Regions from separate parts of the Mus musculus genome. Here all the other regions are linked to region 1. Evidence: chromatin contacts called from public HiChIP or PLAC-seq data. All regions are on one chromosome and are shown on one strand. The core of a region is the stretch at or near the end of the contact, and the rest is flanking DNA. Distances in the headings are between cores, read along the strand shown. Region 1 holds the start of Pik3r4 (phosphoinositide-3-kinase regulatory subunit 4). Region 2 has its middle 19 kb from the start of Gm51688. Region 3 overlaps Col6a4 (collagen, type VI, alpha 4). Region 4 has its middle 25 kb from the start of Col6a5.

Region 1 (3,161 bases), core at 377-2,876:
GATCCAGCGCTTCTCGATGTTGTTTAGGAACGGGCGGGTACTGATGCGATCGTAGAGGTTGTCTCTCACATACTGCCGGAACAGCATGGCTGCTTTCTCAGACGCCTTTTCTGCTGCTTTCTGGAAGGGGAGGCAGTTCTGGGCGGAGTGGAGCCTGATTTTCAGTTCCTCCAGCTCCTGTTTATAACTAGTTAAGGGTAACGTGGGATCCTGAATTGCAAAGACCTTCACAACCACCAGGCCTTCCCGGTGCTTGGCTCGAGCGACTTTAAAAAACCGAGTGCTTCCCAGGCTCTTATCATACTCAAAGTCATGGATGTCTGAGAAATAACTCTCTACAGACAGGATCTGGGAAGGAGCGATGCCAGCCAGCTGATTTCCCATAATGCCCAGCACCTCTGGGACAGCAGCTTAACACAGAACACCTGGGTAAAAGGATGTCGAGCAGGAGAGAGATTAAAATGGAGAGAAACAAAGAAACAGTGAAATCGCCATTATTTGGCCTTTTCCTAAAAGACATCTGTACCTTTACCTACTATGTGTGTGAATGTGAGTCCCAGATCTGTCTCAAATTCAGAAAAAATTATCTAAGTAGATTTTATTACTTTTATCTAAAAATATGGTGCTACGTCATGTCATTCTTTCCAGCCGCTAAACTGTTTAATTACATACATGCCTTCAACATTTTATTTTAGAGATAAGGTCTGTGTAGCCCAGGCTTGGCATGGAACTCTCTATGTAGCCCGAGAAGTGAGTTTGAACTCCAGATCCTCTAGCCTCCACCTCGTAAGGGCTGAGATCCCACTATGCACAACGTAGTCCCTTCAACATTAAGCTAAAAATGTTAAAAACATGCATTCACTGTGTGATACTATTAAAGTCGTAAAAGTACCGTATGCCTCGGTCCTTGTCCGGGAAAACTAGTTTACTTGCAAGTAAGAAACACGCTAAACGCTTAAAAGAACGAATCACATGATACAAACGGATCATTTTAAGTCCTGGGAGGATCAATCAGATCTATAGAATTAGCATCAACTGGGCCTTGCATCCTCGCAGTGATGTCTCCCTCCTCCTAAACCAAGGCAAACTCCTCCAGTTTGCAACAAGAAACCCCGCCAGAAACATTCAAGAAAAGTAAGCCGAAATGCACACTGCCCCAAGTTACCTAACCCCACATTTTGCAGGAACTGTCTCCCTACCCCATAGTTGAGCACTCAGGAAAACATTTACCCCAGGCCTCTGGCAACTCAAAAGTCGCTGAAAGATCCCAGGGAGGTCTTGGCAGAGCTCCGAGGGGCTTGGGCGTGAACGGAAGCCGGCCAGGAGAATGTTTTCTGTGAGGGGTCTTCTTTCAGACACGGGACCGGGGTAGTTGGGGCAGGAGCGCAGACACGTCCGAGATCTAGAGCTGGGGGTGAACAACTGGGAGAGCAAACACACTCGGGACTCCGGACACCCAGCAGCCTCGCTGCCGGCTCCTCCCCTGCCGCCCTGGGCCCCCGCGGGTTCGAGTCCCCGGATCCCAGGGCCTTTGCAGCAGCCCTGGACAGGGACAGGGACAGGGACAGTGCCCGTCCAGGAAGACGACTTCACCTGCGGCAAACGCTGAACTCCCGGGAAAGCCTCCGGGTTGACCTCACTTCCTGTTGAGATCGGAAGTGACGGACGGAGGCTTGAGGAAGCGTTCAGTAGGAAGCCGGTTGCTAGGAAACAAGGGAAGGAAGCGTGGCCTCGCTGCCTCAAGCAGGAGGTGCTTTTCTTCACTAACTCTGTGACCAATGGCTCTAAGTAAACTTACCCACGTACTTAGAAAACCTAGCTCCCCCACTAAGTTGGATTTCAACTTTATTGAGTGAGAAGCTATGTGTCATAAAGTTCGTCGGTTTAAAAAGTGCACAATTGGGGTGACACGAACCTTTAATCTCATTACTCAGGAGAGGTAGATGGATTTGTTAGAGGCTAGCCTGTCTATAAAGAGAGATCCTCTCTCCAAAAAAAAATGTATGTATGTATGTATGCATGCATGCATATTTTGTATGTACACACACAAGTTATCTCGGTATGGCAGAGCCAAAGCTGTCATGGCTTCACAGCAGGAGTAAATCTTACAGTGAACCTACACAACACCTGGCATTTTAAGTCAACCATTGGTTGGGGAAGTGTATGCACCCTACCTCTCTGTGATAAAGACTTGGCTTCTAATGTATTCTAGGAGAGAAACCACTTTCTTCAATTGACTCCCTACTGAGTGCCCACCAGACTCCAATGGATAGCCCCAAACTCACTGCCTAAACTCAGTGAGTCTTGGAAAAAAAATATTTGAAAGTGCTGGTTAATTAGGGGTGGGGGTATTACAGTAATCACATTATACATGTATAAGATTGTCAAAAAATCAAGTTAAAACCATTTTTCAAAGTGTCAAGATTGGCTGGTTTTAATTCTTTATTCATTCTATTTTTGAAAGCAAGGTCTCGTTCTGTATTTCAGGCTAGCTGAAATACATCCCCCTGCCCCAACTTACTGGGTGCTGGAATTACCTGGGTGCATCATGGTAAAAAGAATGGGTCTTTGCTGGAGTTGTGTTCTAATTTTCTTGCTTTTGCTACTGTGCTGGTTCGAATGAGAATGGCTCCCAAAGGGTTGTATATTTGAATATCTAGTCCCTAGTGGGTGGGCTATTTAGAGGACTAGAAGGTGTGGCTTTATTGGGGGAGGTGTGTCACTGGCTTTGAGGTTTAAAAAGCCTAGGCCAGGCCCAGTGTCCCTCTCTTGCTGCTGCCTGTTGACCAGGCTGTAACTCTCAGCTCCTGCCTGCCAGCTGCGATGATTGATCCCTGCCACGGTGATCTTTGACTAACCCTCTGAAACCTTAAACTGTAGCCTCCCATAAGCCTGAAGCAGGCTAAGCCAGAACTTGATCTTGCTGCCACTAAGGAGATTATCTAGGGTGGAGCCTAGAGCACTCTATTGTTCTGCCACTGCCGCTGTTCCCCTTCAAGATACTGCTACCTGCTGAGAGGCCCCAGAACTATTCTAGAGACTACACCCTATTCTGCATGTCATCACCTGCGGCTGGTTCCAGGCTCCAAGGATGAATTGGCGGGAATGGACTTCCCCGCCCCCTCTTTTATAAAGCATGTCCACCATTAAAAATTTGAACC
Region 2 (3,161 bases), core at 446-2,945, 470 kb before region 1:
TCTGCTCCCTCTGCCTTTTTGTTCCAATAGCTATGCCTAGTTTGTAAGTGGACAGTGACTCTCTCCCTTGTGCACGCCTCCCTCCCGACGTTACACCTGTCTTGTGAGGTTGTTTGGTTCCTTGCCTGGCTTTCCCCTTCAGCCTTCCAATAATGACTTTTTTGGAAAGTGCTTGTTCATTTATTCACGGAAGAAGTCTGAATTCATTTCACTGAGCTGTCTGGGGAGCACTTGTGAATGTCTGAGCAGGTGAGTGATTCATGCAGGGTAGGAAATAAGAAAAGACTTAGCTGGGAGGGAGTGTGTGTGTGTGTGTTTTTAATATTTTAGTTTAAAAAGCAGGGGTGAATTTCAGTTGCAAAGTGTGTGGATGTGTGTGCTCTCCCTCCTGAGTGAGTATAGTAACCCCTTCCTTCCAGAGTGGAACTTAACAGACTCAGGGAGCGGTACCCCAGCTAGAAGCCCATCCACCCGTCCATCCTCAGTCCAATTAAAAGAGCCAAGTTAGTAGAGAAAAGCAGAAAAAAGAGGAAGACAGACAGAGGTTCAGTGTCCATGTCCTATCTATCTCTGGGGTCCTGACATGAGGGCAGGGCTTAAATGTAAAGCAAGAAAGATGTGTAACTAAGTTGTGCAGCCAAGGTGTGGTCCCTGTCCATCACTGCCTCAGCCCAAAGTCTCTCCAGCAAGATCATCTGATGAGTTGTAGATCTTTCTCCTGGAGACAAGTTCCTCTGCTGGGAACCCCAGATATTGTTCTTCCCAGTCAGAGATCCCTGGGGAAATGACTTTCTTGGGATCCATTCTTTCAGTGGTGTGATAACCAAAGAGCAGAGCACAAGAGGTTAAGACAAAACCGCTTCTGCACATCATTTCTGCTGGTCCAGCTTAGCCCCTGTGTGTTGCCCTCCTCTGGATGTGACCGAACATCTTTTGTGACTGCTAGGTAGAATGTATGAACAGACTGTAGTTTCACCAACCGAAGGCTAAGACTGCTGCCAGACACCATGGTCAGCAGCAGAGTGTCTCCCATGTTGTAACCGGCCCTGAACTTCTGGATTAGTAATAGCGTTTGTTCTCAGGTCTTTCAACTGTCTAACAACTTTGCCAAGAGCAGAGATGAGGACAAACTGAGGTAAGATTCAATTCTTCCCTCCCTCCCTCCCTCCCTCCCTTCCTTCCCCTCCCTCCCTCCTTGCCTCCTTCTCTCCCTCCCTCCCTCCCTCCCTCCCTCCCTCCCTCCCTCCCTCCCTCCTTTCCTCCTCCTCTCCCTCCCTCCTCTCCCTCCCTCCCTCCCTTGTTCTCTCTCTCTCTCTCTCTCTCTCTCTCTCTCAGCCTCTTTTTCTTCCTCTCCCTCTCTGCCCCCCTTTTCTTTAGAAACATAAGAGACACAAGCACGCAGTCTCTACTTCCTCTGTGGAAGCTTTGTCCACAGTTTCTCCGACACACATCCCAGTGAGAGGCAGGGTCTATGCCCCTTCCCTGAGGATCTGAGGATGTTGTCTCCGTGGCTTCTCCGTGCCTCCGTGGATAGTCGTGGCCAGGTGTGATGCTGCCACGTGATTTCTGAAGGTTCATCTGTTTCTTTTCAGAATGTCACTATGAAAGACGTTTCCAGCCAGGCTAAGACCGTCCCCTCCCCCTCCCAACTTTGATTTGCTCGTTAATGCCATGCTCCTCCTCCAATTTTACCTTGTCAATCAGAGGCCTCCCTTCTGAGCCCGGTCCCCTCACCCTCTGCTGCTTTCCTGTCAGTAATTACTGCCTGACAGGGCTGAGTTTGCCTTTGCTCCTCCCGCTCTGGAATGGAAGTGTAGCTAATGATTCTTTTGAAATTGTAAATTGGCAATTTACAGTTGTATAAATTGTTGGGGCTCCAAGCGAGGGGAGGATGTATGGATAAAGTGAGCTAAGCTGGTTACATTGGACACCGCAGAAACTCTTTGTTCTGAGAACATTTGGGTCATTCCACAGTTTTGAAATGTATCTCTCTCTCCTCTCAACTGTTATTCAGTATGAGGCCTGGAAGAACTAAAAACAATAATCCCCTGGCCTGAGATCTGTGCCTTTTGACATCACCTCCAGGTTCCCCTCACTCTCCAGCCTCGGTAACCACCTCGCTACTCTCTGCTTCTTTGAGTTTGAATGCTTCAGACTCCTTGTCTAAGTGTCATTGTCTGGTTTATTTCAGTTAGCAAAATGTCTCCAGTCCCATACAAGTCATTTCAAATGCCAGAGTTATTTACTTGTCCTGCCTCTTCCTGCTCCCTCTGCCCCCTCCTCCTGCCCCTCCTGCCTCCTCTTCTTGCCCCTTCCTGCCCTCTCCTCCTGTCCCCTTCTGCTCCTTCTTCCTGCCCCCTTCTGCTCACTCCCCTTCCTTCTCTTTTCCCCTCCTCTCCTGCTCCATGACTCTCCCTCCTCCTCCTCTCTCCTCCTCCCCTCTCTTCTCACTTCACTCTCACCTCCTCCTGTAAAAATCTTAACATCTACTTATGCACGCGCACATGTGTGTGTGTCTGTGTGTGTGTATGGTGAGGAGCTCAGGGCACAGATTTAAAAAAAATTATTTATTATATGTAAGTATGCTGTAGCTGTCTTCAGACACTCCAGAAAAGAGCATCAGATCTCGTTCTGGGTGGTTGTGAGCCACCATGTGGTTGCTGGGATTTGAACTCAGGACCTTTGGAAGAGCAGTCGGTGCTCTTACCTGCTGAGCCATCTCACCAGCCCAGGCCACAGATTTTAAGAGTTCTACTTTTACAACTTGAGTCCTACGGATTGAACTCATCATGGCTTGGTGGCAATCACCTTTGCCAACCAAGTCAGCTTACCAGCTGTTTTCTTCTTAAAAACAATTTGTAAAATGTACTCATTTATTTAACACACACAAGTGTGTGTGACTGAGTGTGTACATGTGTACCACATGTGTGGAAGCTGCAGAGATAAGGAGTCTCCTGGAACTGTAGTTACCCAGGGTTGTGAGGCTTCAGTAGGTGCTGGGAGTTGAACCCGGGGCCTTTGCAAGAACAGCAATCACTCTGGTTGGGCAGGACTATCCTTTGATCTGAACTGTCATCATTTTCAGGAATTGTGCTGGGCCTGTTGCGATTGTCACAGCCGGACCTGTTGATTATTTACCATCCCGCTTAGAAGGGGGTTGT
Region 3 (3,161 bases), core at 194-2,693, 400 kb before region 1:
AGGGATGCCAGACAGGCTCTTTCAGAACACATGGATACTTTGCTGAATCCCCATTGGCTGAATCCCCACTGGCTGAATCCCCATTGGCCGAATCCCCATAGGAGGTGGGGCAAAGCCACAGGGTTCCCATCTTCCATGGACTCAGGAGCCCTGAATGCCAACCTCCCCTTACTGCCTAATCCTTGAGTTCTTGTCTTTACCATTTCTTTTTCCTACACAAGTTCCCACCCCCTTGTTACTGCATGCTAGTAATGGTTTTAAAGTGACCTTAAGCCTATTCAGTCTTTAGGTTCTTGCCTAAAATGAAAGCCTCAACTCAGGGAGGTCTCGACTCTTCTCTGCTGTGAGTTTCCTGGCATGCTGTGCTGATCTCAAAGTCATTATGCAGCTGGCTCGCTTTCCATCATAGCCGGAGCTGACTGGTGCAAATTGGGTGGTAGACAGTTGTAAAGATGAGATGTCTGTCTAGTTCTGAAGACTGGAGCCACCACAGTGGAAGACATTAGAGAGAGCAAAGAGACTTGTCAGCTTGACGGATGCTAATGTCTCCGAAGCCAGTTTTAGATTTTCATGTCTCAGACATTAAAATGCACGATTCTGAAACATGCCTAAGATAATGAGTGTCCCAGTCCTCATATCTCATGGTTCCCAATTTCTGGGCATGCGATCTGGATAGCAAATATCTGCAACTGGAGGGGAACCTTGACTTTGAATTCCTATTTTGGATCCTTTGATAAAACCACAGGGCTTAGATTGTGGCTAGCTAGAATCCATGTTATGTATATCCAGGTCCTGAGTGGAATTCAGCTTGGGACAAGGTCATTTCTATGTCACTGTGTGGGAAAGCGGTTTCACCCAGTCATTAGTTATGGTTGTATTATACAAATAGCATTGGGTTGTTTCCCCTCAGTAGGTTAAGGTCAGAGAGCCATGTGAATGGCTGCTCCCTGGGACTGAGCTAAGCACACATAGCGGAATCCACCCTTAGCAGCTCCTAGGCCTCAGGATCCTCATTTGGAAGATGGGTAGATGAACCATCTGGTTTCTGTGAGTCATTGGTTGTCATGGTAAGAAATGTCATGAAGACAGCAGAGCCATAGAATGCTCATGGCTTGCTGCTAGAAAGGAATCCAGGCTTCTGAACACACTGTTCAGTGTGGTGGCCATCACAGCACCACAACTGTAGTGAGAGCCTCAGGGCCACAGCTTCCAAAGGCCTCCATCCTTGACTTTAGCCTGTTAGCCTTGACTCCATTCTTGTGTGTGGAACAGAAATTGTAACTGTTTCAGATTGTGCCCTGTATGATTGAATTTTGTGTCTCTTGTGGTTTCTTTTCTTATGCTGGGCTCAAAGAAGGGTGTTAGTGAATATCCTTTGAATAGACTTAGATGATAGTAAATTACTCCTTTACATAAGCCATGCTTGATTAGATTCTGCCAGCGATTAGAAGATAGACCGCTAGGGGGCAGTATTTCCTTGCTATTATTTCCGAGAGGCCCTGGGATCAGTGTCACAGTTAAGTCTGGAAAATTCCTCCGAAATAGTGTTTCCAACAAAGCAGAGAAATTGTATTACATACCTAGTGTGGGAAGGAGTGGAGAACCAATTGTGCAGGTCAGGAGTGGAAAAGCAATCTCAGACACACACACACACACACACACACACACACACACACACACACACAGAGAGAGAGAGAGAGAGAGAGAGAGAGAGAGTGAGAGAGAGAGAGAGAGAGAGAGAGAGAGATAAGAGAGACAGAGAGAAATTCCAATGCCTGTGAGTTGATATCTTCCTTAAAGCTGATCAGGGGACAATAGAAAGACTTAGCTCCAATTATTATTATTGTAGTGATTTTAAAAATAACTAAAAATTAGACTGGGACTGCGGCTCAGTTGGTAGAGTACTTGTCTAGCAATGTACAAACCCCACCATGTATAAGCTGGGCATGGTGGTACACATCTGTAAGGCCAGCACTTGGGAGGTAAAAGGCTGGAGGACTGGAAGCTGAAACTCACCCTTGGCCCCATAGTGAGTTCTAGGTCACTCAGGCTGTATACATGAGACCCTGTCTCAGAAAAGGTCAGAGATGAAATAGTCAGCATTTAATAATCAAAGATGACTCTTATACACGCTTGCTTTCACATGGTGTAGTCGTGTTGGGCAGTGAAACATAACAAGGAGAACTATTTCTGTTGGTGGTTTGATAGTCTTACTATGTAGCCCAGGCTAGCCTCAACTCATTGCCTATCTTCCTGCACCGGTCTTCTAAGTTCTGGAATTACAGGCATGAGCCACCATGCTTGGTTTTCTACATATTTTCCACCCCCCTCCTTTTCCCATCCCCACCCTTTTCTTTCTGCTGGGAATTAAAACTGGGAGCTTTTGATGTCAGGCAAGTACTCCACCCGTGAGCTAGGCCATCAGTCGGAACACTGTTTCTTTATATGGAAAACATCCCTGTCGCAGTGGTAAGTGGAAAGCTCAGGTTTGCATGAGTGTATTCCACCTGAGACTGAATTTGTATGGAAAAAAACTCCCTTTCTATAACACAGAACATATGCATTGCTTTCCCTTGCCTTCTGAGTTACTGACATGGCTCATGAAAGATTCACAGTGCTTCTTATTTTGCAAAATTCTAGATCTACAGGGAAAAAAATATAGTTATAGGAATGAATTGTAACCATCACCATATCTGCTTTCGGTCCATCTGTGTGAGTGAGTGTGCACATGTGTATGGGCGTGTGTATGGGCGTGTGTATGGGCGTGTGTATGGGCATGTGTCTGTGTGTTTGAGCATGTGTTTTCCTGAGCCACTTGAAGATTAATCAAGGGCATTAAAACACATAACCATGCATATCCAACAGGCATAGAAAAAAAGGAAATCACTCTATATGGACATGGTGGAGACGTCACGCTGAAGAAACATAGTGTTTATACAATATTGCTTTCTTTTTTAAAGTTTTAAAAGTTGAAATAGAATTATATCACTTCCCCCATCCCTACCCCCTCAAAGCCCTCCCACTCTTAAGTGTCTTTATTTGTTACATACATATACATGTATGTGTCTGTACTATATATATACATATGTGTATATATATATATACACACAGACACATAACCCGATGATTCCATTTCTGTTGCTTGTGCCACATATAAATAA
Region 4 (3,161 bases), core at 462-2,961, 340 kb before region 1:
TTGCTCAGTGTTTTTAGACACTCAATGCATTTCATTGAGTCTATGAAACTAGAAGGTTTAGGGTTGCTGGGCTCAGAATTCGGTTCCCAGCTGTGCTTGGAAGTGCAGAAATCTATATGAGATCTAGGTGTGGTGGTGTACAACTATAATCCCAGGTCATCTTCTGAAATACAGTGAGTGAGGCCAGCTTAGGCTACTACATGAGACCCTGTCACAAACAACCCCCACCCCCCCACCCCCCCAAAAAAAAGCAAAATGGTGCAAGCAGGAAAGGATAGGAATGTAGTTCAGGGAAAGAGAGCTTTTAACTTTGATCTTGAGGACTATACATACACACCTGCACATACACAGTCATGTATGCATGCGTGTACACATGCATATCACAGGTTAGGCTGAAGCAGAAAGATCAGTAAGTTCAAGGTCTGTGACTGGCAACATAGTAATATCTTGTCCCATAAAACAAAATGAGTTAGCCGGGCAGTGGTGGCACATGCCTTTAATCCTAGCACTTGAGAGACAGAGGCAGGTGGATTTCTGAGTTCGAGGCCAGCCTGGTCTACAGAGTGAGTTCCAGGACAGCCAAGGCTATACAGAGAAACCCTGTCTCAAAAAACAAACAAACAAACAAACAAACAAACAAACAAAACAACAAAAAAGAAAAGAAAACAAAACGAAATGAGTTATGGTGACACATATCTGTAACCCAAGAGGATCAGGAGCTCAAGGTCACCCTCAGATACAGAGTAAGTGAGTTCAAGGTCATCCTGGGCTAGAGGAGCCTTGTATGTGTGTGTGTATACATAGTGTATACATACATAGATATATGCATCTGCATATACATACATATGCATTTTCTAAGCGGAGGCCATTTTGCCTGGGTACTCTTTGGTACTATTGGTACCAAGAATAGTACTAATCTTTGCTTGAGTTTTGTTATCTTGTAATAGACCTTTGGTCGGTCTCTCTCTCTCCCTCCCTCCCTCCCTCCCTCCCTCCCTCCCCCTCCCCCCGTGTGTTTGTGTGTGTGTGTGTGTGTGTGTATGTGTGTGTGTGTGTGTGTATTTGAGACAGGTTCTCCTCAAGTAGCACTAAGTGCCTTAGAACTCACTCCATAGAAGAGAAATCTGCCTGCTTTTGCCTCCCACCATACCTGGGTCAATCGTATGTTTTTAATGCAGCTGTTGCTATTATGATGTTGTGAAATATACCAAGACAAGGGATATGAACTCAGCATCCAACAACTTCTCTGGGCTTGATTTTCCTGGCTGAGCAGATCGCAGAGGGCACCAGTTGTTGACCATTTACATTCTCTTTAAATTCTGCTTGCAGGTGACATTGTTCTTTCTCTAGCTCATCTCCTAGGCGGCAGAGAAGCAGCCAAACAAGTGCAACCTCAGATTACCGATCCAGAGTCTAATGAACCAAACAAGTGTCTGCTTTAAAGCCCACGAGCTTTCCGATCCCACAGAAGCCATGGCACAGTCGTGTGCTCAGTCTCCTGGCGGTTGGTTTGGTCACTAGCTGCCCTAGAGTCCCTTTCTAGAGATTAAAAAACCACAAAGATATGAGGGTATAAAGCATGCAGGTGATTGGGTGAGCAGATGCCGGTCTGATCCATTGTTCCGGGACCTGCGGTAATTATGCAGCAGCTGGCTGGAATGCATAGCAAGCAGCTCCAATGAGCTGGGAAGGAAATCTTTGTTGTCATGAGTCACTGAGACGACAGGGTTGTCACCACACCATTTCCAAACCTGTCCCCAGGGATGCCCCACAGGGAACCACAGGACTACAAAAACCAGAAAGTATTTGGGGTTTTCTAGTGGAATTGAAAATTTTAAACAGCTTTAGTGAGCACCCAGCAAATTTGTTCCTAAGCATCTAACCTAGAAATTCGCCAAGACATGTGCACACCCCCATACCCTATTCTCAATGGCTCTTAAAAAAAAAATCATCCAGCTTGTGAATAACCCCAAGTGCTGGAAGAATGAGTAGCTGCCTCAGTGGGTGAGGGCACTTGGTATCATACCTTGACAGCTTGAGTTTGAGCCCATGATGGAAGGAGAGAACTGATCTCTGTAAGTTGTCTTCTGACCTCCATGTGCATGATGCAGCAAATGCACACACACACACACACACACACACACACACACACACACACACACACACACTTTAAAATCAGGATAAGCAAGGTTGAAAATAAATGAATCAAGCTGAATTAAGGTTCAGCAACAAGAATAGATCTGAAAAGATACATTTTTTTTGATAGCAGGACAAAGACAGTAAGTATAGATTGATTGCACATATTCAGCTGGTGGGTGCAGAACCATAAAGGTTTTTTTTTTTTCTTCAGCCATCTTAGCTGTCCACTGTGGCCAGCTGTAGCCAGATGCTGCAGGCTTGCGTCTGATGGAGCAGGATTCACTTGTAACATTGGTGTTTTAGCATGTTTTATCTTTCCAGAGAGATATTCATATTATCCACAAAGGCATATTTCGTGTTTTCCCTTTCAATCCTTTTACCTCTCAGCATTCTGTAACTCCTGGCAGGTGACCCCTAGATGAGACTTCAGGAGGATTTTGGATTTAAAGAGGATTCACACCCTCCTGGGGGCAGATGGGTCCAGATGCTGATCAAAGCTGAGTTTAAAATGTCAGCTTCACTGTGCGACAGGTCAACCCCAGAGCTGCCTGAGGAGATGGATGAAGTCTGAGCTCTAGCCGCACTCAGCATCTCTCTGCCTAGTTCTTCCCTTCCCACCCACAGATATGGATCTTCAGGCAGTCCCGTATAAGCATCATTCGTGCCTACCTATACCTGAGACTGCTTCCTGGGCACGCCGCTCTCTGTTCCTTTTGAGGAAGGAAAAGCCTAGAACTGTGAAGTGGAGCATGGGTGTTGACATTCTCCAGTCTCCGTCTGGAGTTGTGTAGCCATTGGTATTCACTCAGTACCTGTGCATTAAGCTGCACATTTATGTCCTATGCACCACAGAAATCTAGAACATTCCCAGAAGCGCGTATGCAGGACAAGTGAGCTGATATCATTTTGCTCGATTCAGGGAAACTGGGACATTCTATGTTGGCTCAAGGCAATTTCAGTCTTTGGTTGTGTCAGGGTTCTTCATTATGTATCTTAGTTCCAAAGGACCTGTTTCACTCATC

The links. HiChIP or PLAC-seq counts read pairs in DNA pulled down with a chosen protein or histone mark.
Region 2: an H3K4me3 HiChIP or PLAC-seq map of embryonic forebrain shows a contact between it and region 1, with 5 times the contacts expected there. The contact joins the enhancer-like site here to the promoter of Pik3r4 in region 1. A contact is called at or near these places in 1 of 39 promoter capture datasets (embryonic stem cells), 2 of 484 Hi-C or Micro-C datasets (the N1E-115 cell line and cerebral cortex), 14 of 115 datasets of contacts at active chromatin or transcription factors (astrocytes, embryonic basal ganglia, embryonic forebrain and 7 more) and 2 of 9 other capture datasets (adipose tissue and embryonic stem cells).
Region 3: a contact with region 1 is called in an H3K27ac HiChIP or PLAC-seq map of SST interneurons, with 5 times the contacts expected there. The contact joins the enhancer-like site here to the promoter of Pik3r4 in region 1. A contact is called at or near these places in 3 of 39 promoter capture datasets (embryonic stem cells, hippocampal neurons and neural stem cells), 2 of 484 Hi-C or Micro-C datasets (cerebral cortex and forebrain), 22 of 115 datasets of contacts at active chromatin or transcription factors (the NIH/3T3 cell line, SST interneurons, VIP interneurons and 13 more) and 2 of 9 other capture datasets (adipose tissue and embryonic stem cells).
Region 4: a contact with region 1 is called in an H3K4me3 HiChIP or PLAC-seq map of embryonic basal ganglia, with 3 times the contacts expected there. The contact joins the enhancer-like site here to the promoter of Pik3r4 in region 1. A contact is called at or near these places in 5 of 39 promoter capture datasets (embryonic stem cells, frontonasal cranial neural crest, hippocampal neurons and 2 more), 2 of 15 datasets of contacts at CTCF or cohesin (large pre-B cells and pro-B cells), 1 of 484 Hi-C or Micro-C datasets (forebrain), 21 of 115 datasets of contacts at active chromatin or transcription factors (the 230-238 cell line, SST interneurons, embryonic basal ganglia and 9 more) and 2 of 9 other capture datasets (adipose tissue and embryonic stem cells).

What each region holds. Positions count from the first base shown.
Region 1 is chr9:105,641,460-105,644,620 of GRCm38.p6, reverse strand. It overlaps Pik3r4 (phosphoinositide-3-kinase regulatory subunit 4), which reads right to left and starts at 1,626. Exons shown (of 20, transcript NM_001081309.1): 1 at 1,231-1,626; 2 at 1-425. The coding sequence starts at 384.
Region 2 is chr9:106,114,530-106,117,690 of GRCm38.p6, reverse strand. No RefSeq gene overlaps it. Among named protein-coding and RNA genes, the nearest start is that of Gm51688, 19 kb to the left of the region's middle. Within about 2 kb of position 1,695, at least 20 of the 459 cell types and tissues checked have an H3K27ac peak or open chromatin away from gene starts, as enhancers often do. A contact at or near this core is called in embryonic basal ganglia and embryonic forebrain, where this site is marked.
Region 3 is chr9:106,037,388-106,040,548 of GRCm38.p6, reverse strand. The region is part of intron 19 of Col6a4 (collagen, type VI, alpha 4); the gene reads left to right. Among named protein-coding and RNA genes, the nearest start is that of Col6a4, 58 kb to the left of the region's middle. Within about 2 kb of position 1,443, at least 20 of the 459 cell types and tissues checked have an H3K27ac peak or open chromatin away from gene starts, as enhancers often do. A contact at or near this core is called in SST interneurons, VIP interneurons, cerebral cortex and 1 more, where this site is marked.
Region 4 is chr9:105,983,756-105,986,916 of GRCm38.p6, reverse strand. No RefSeq gene overlaps it. Among named protein-coding and RNA genes, the nearest start is that of Col6a5, 25 kb to the right of the region's middle. Within about 2 kb of position 1,711, at least 14 of the 459 cell types and tissues checked have an H3K27ac peak or open chromatin away from gene starts, as enhancers often do. A contact at or near this core is called in SST interneurons and embryonic basal ganglia, where this site is marked.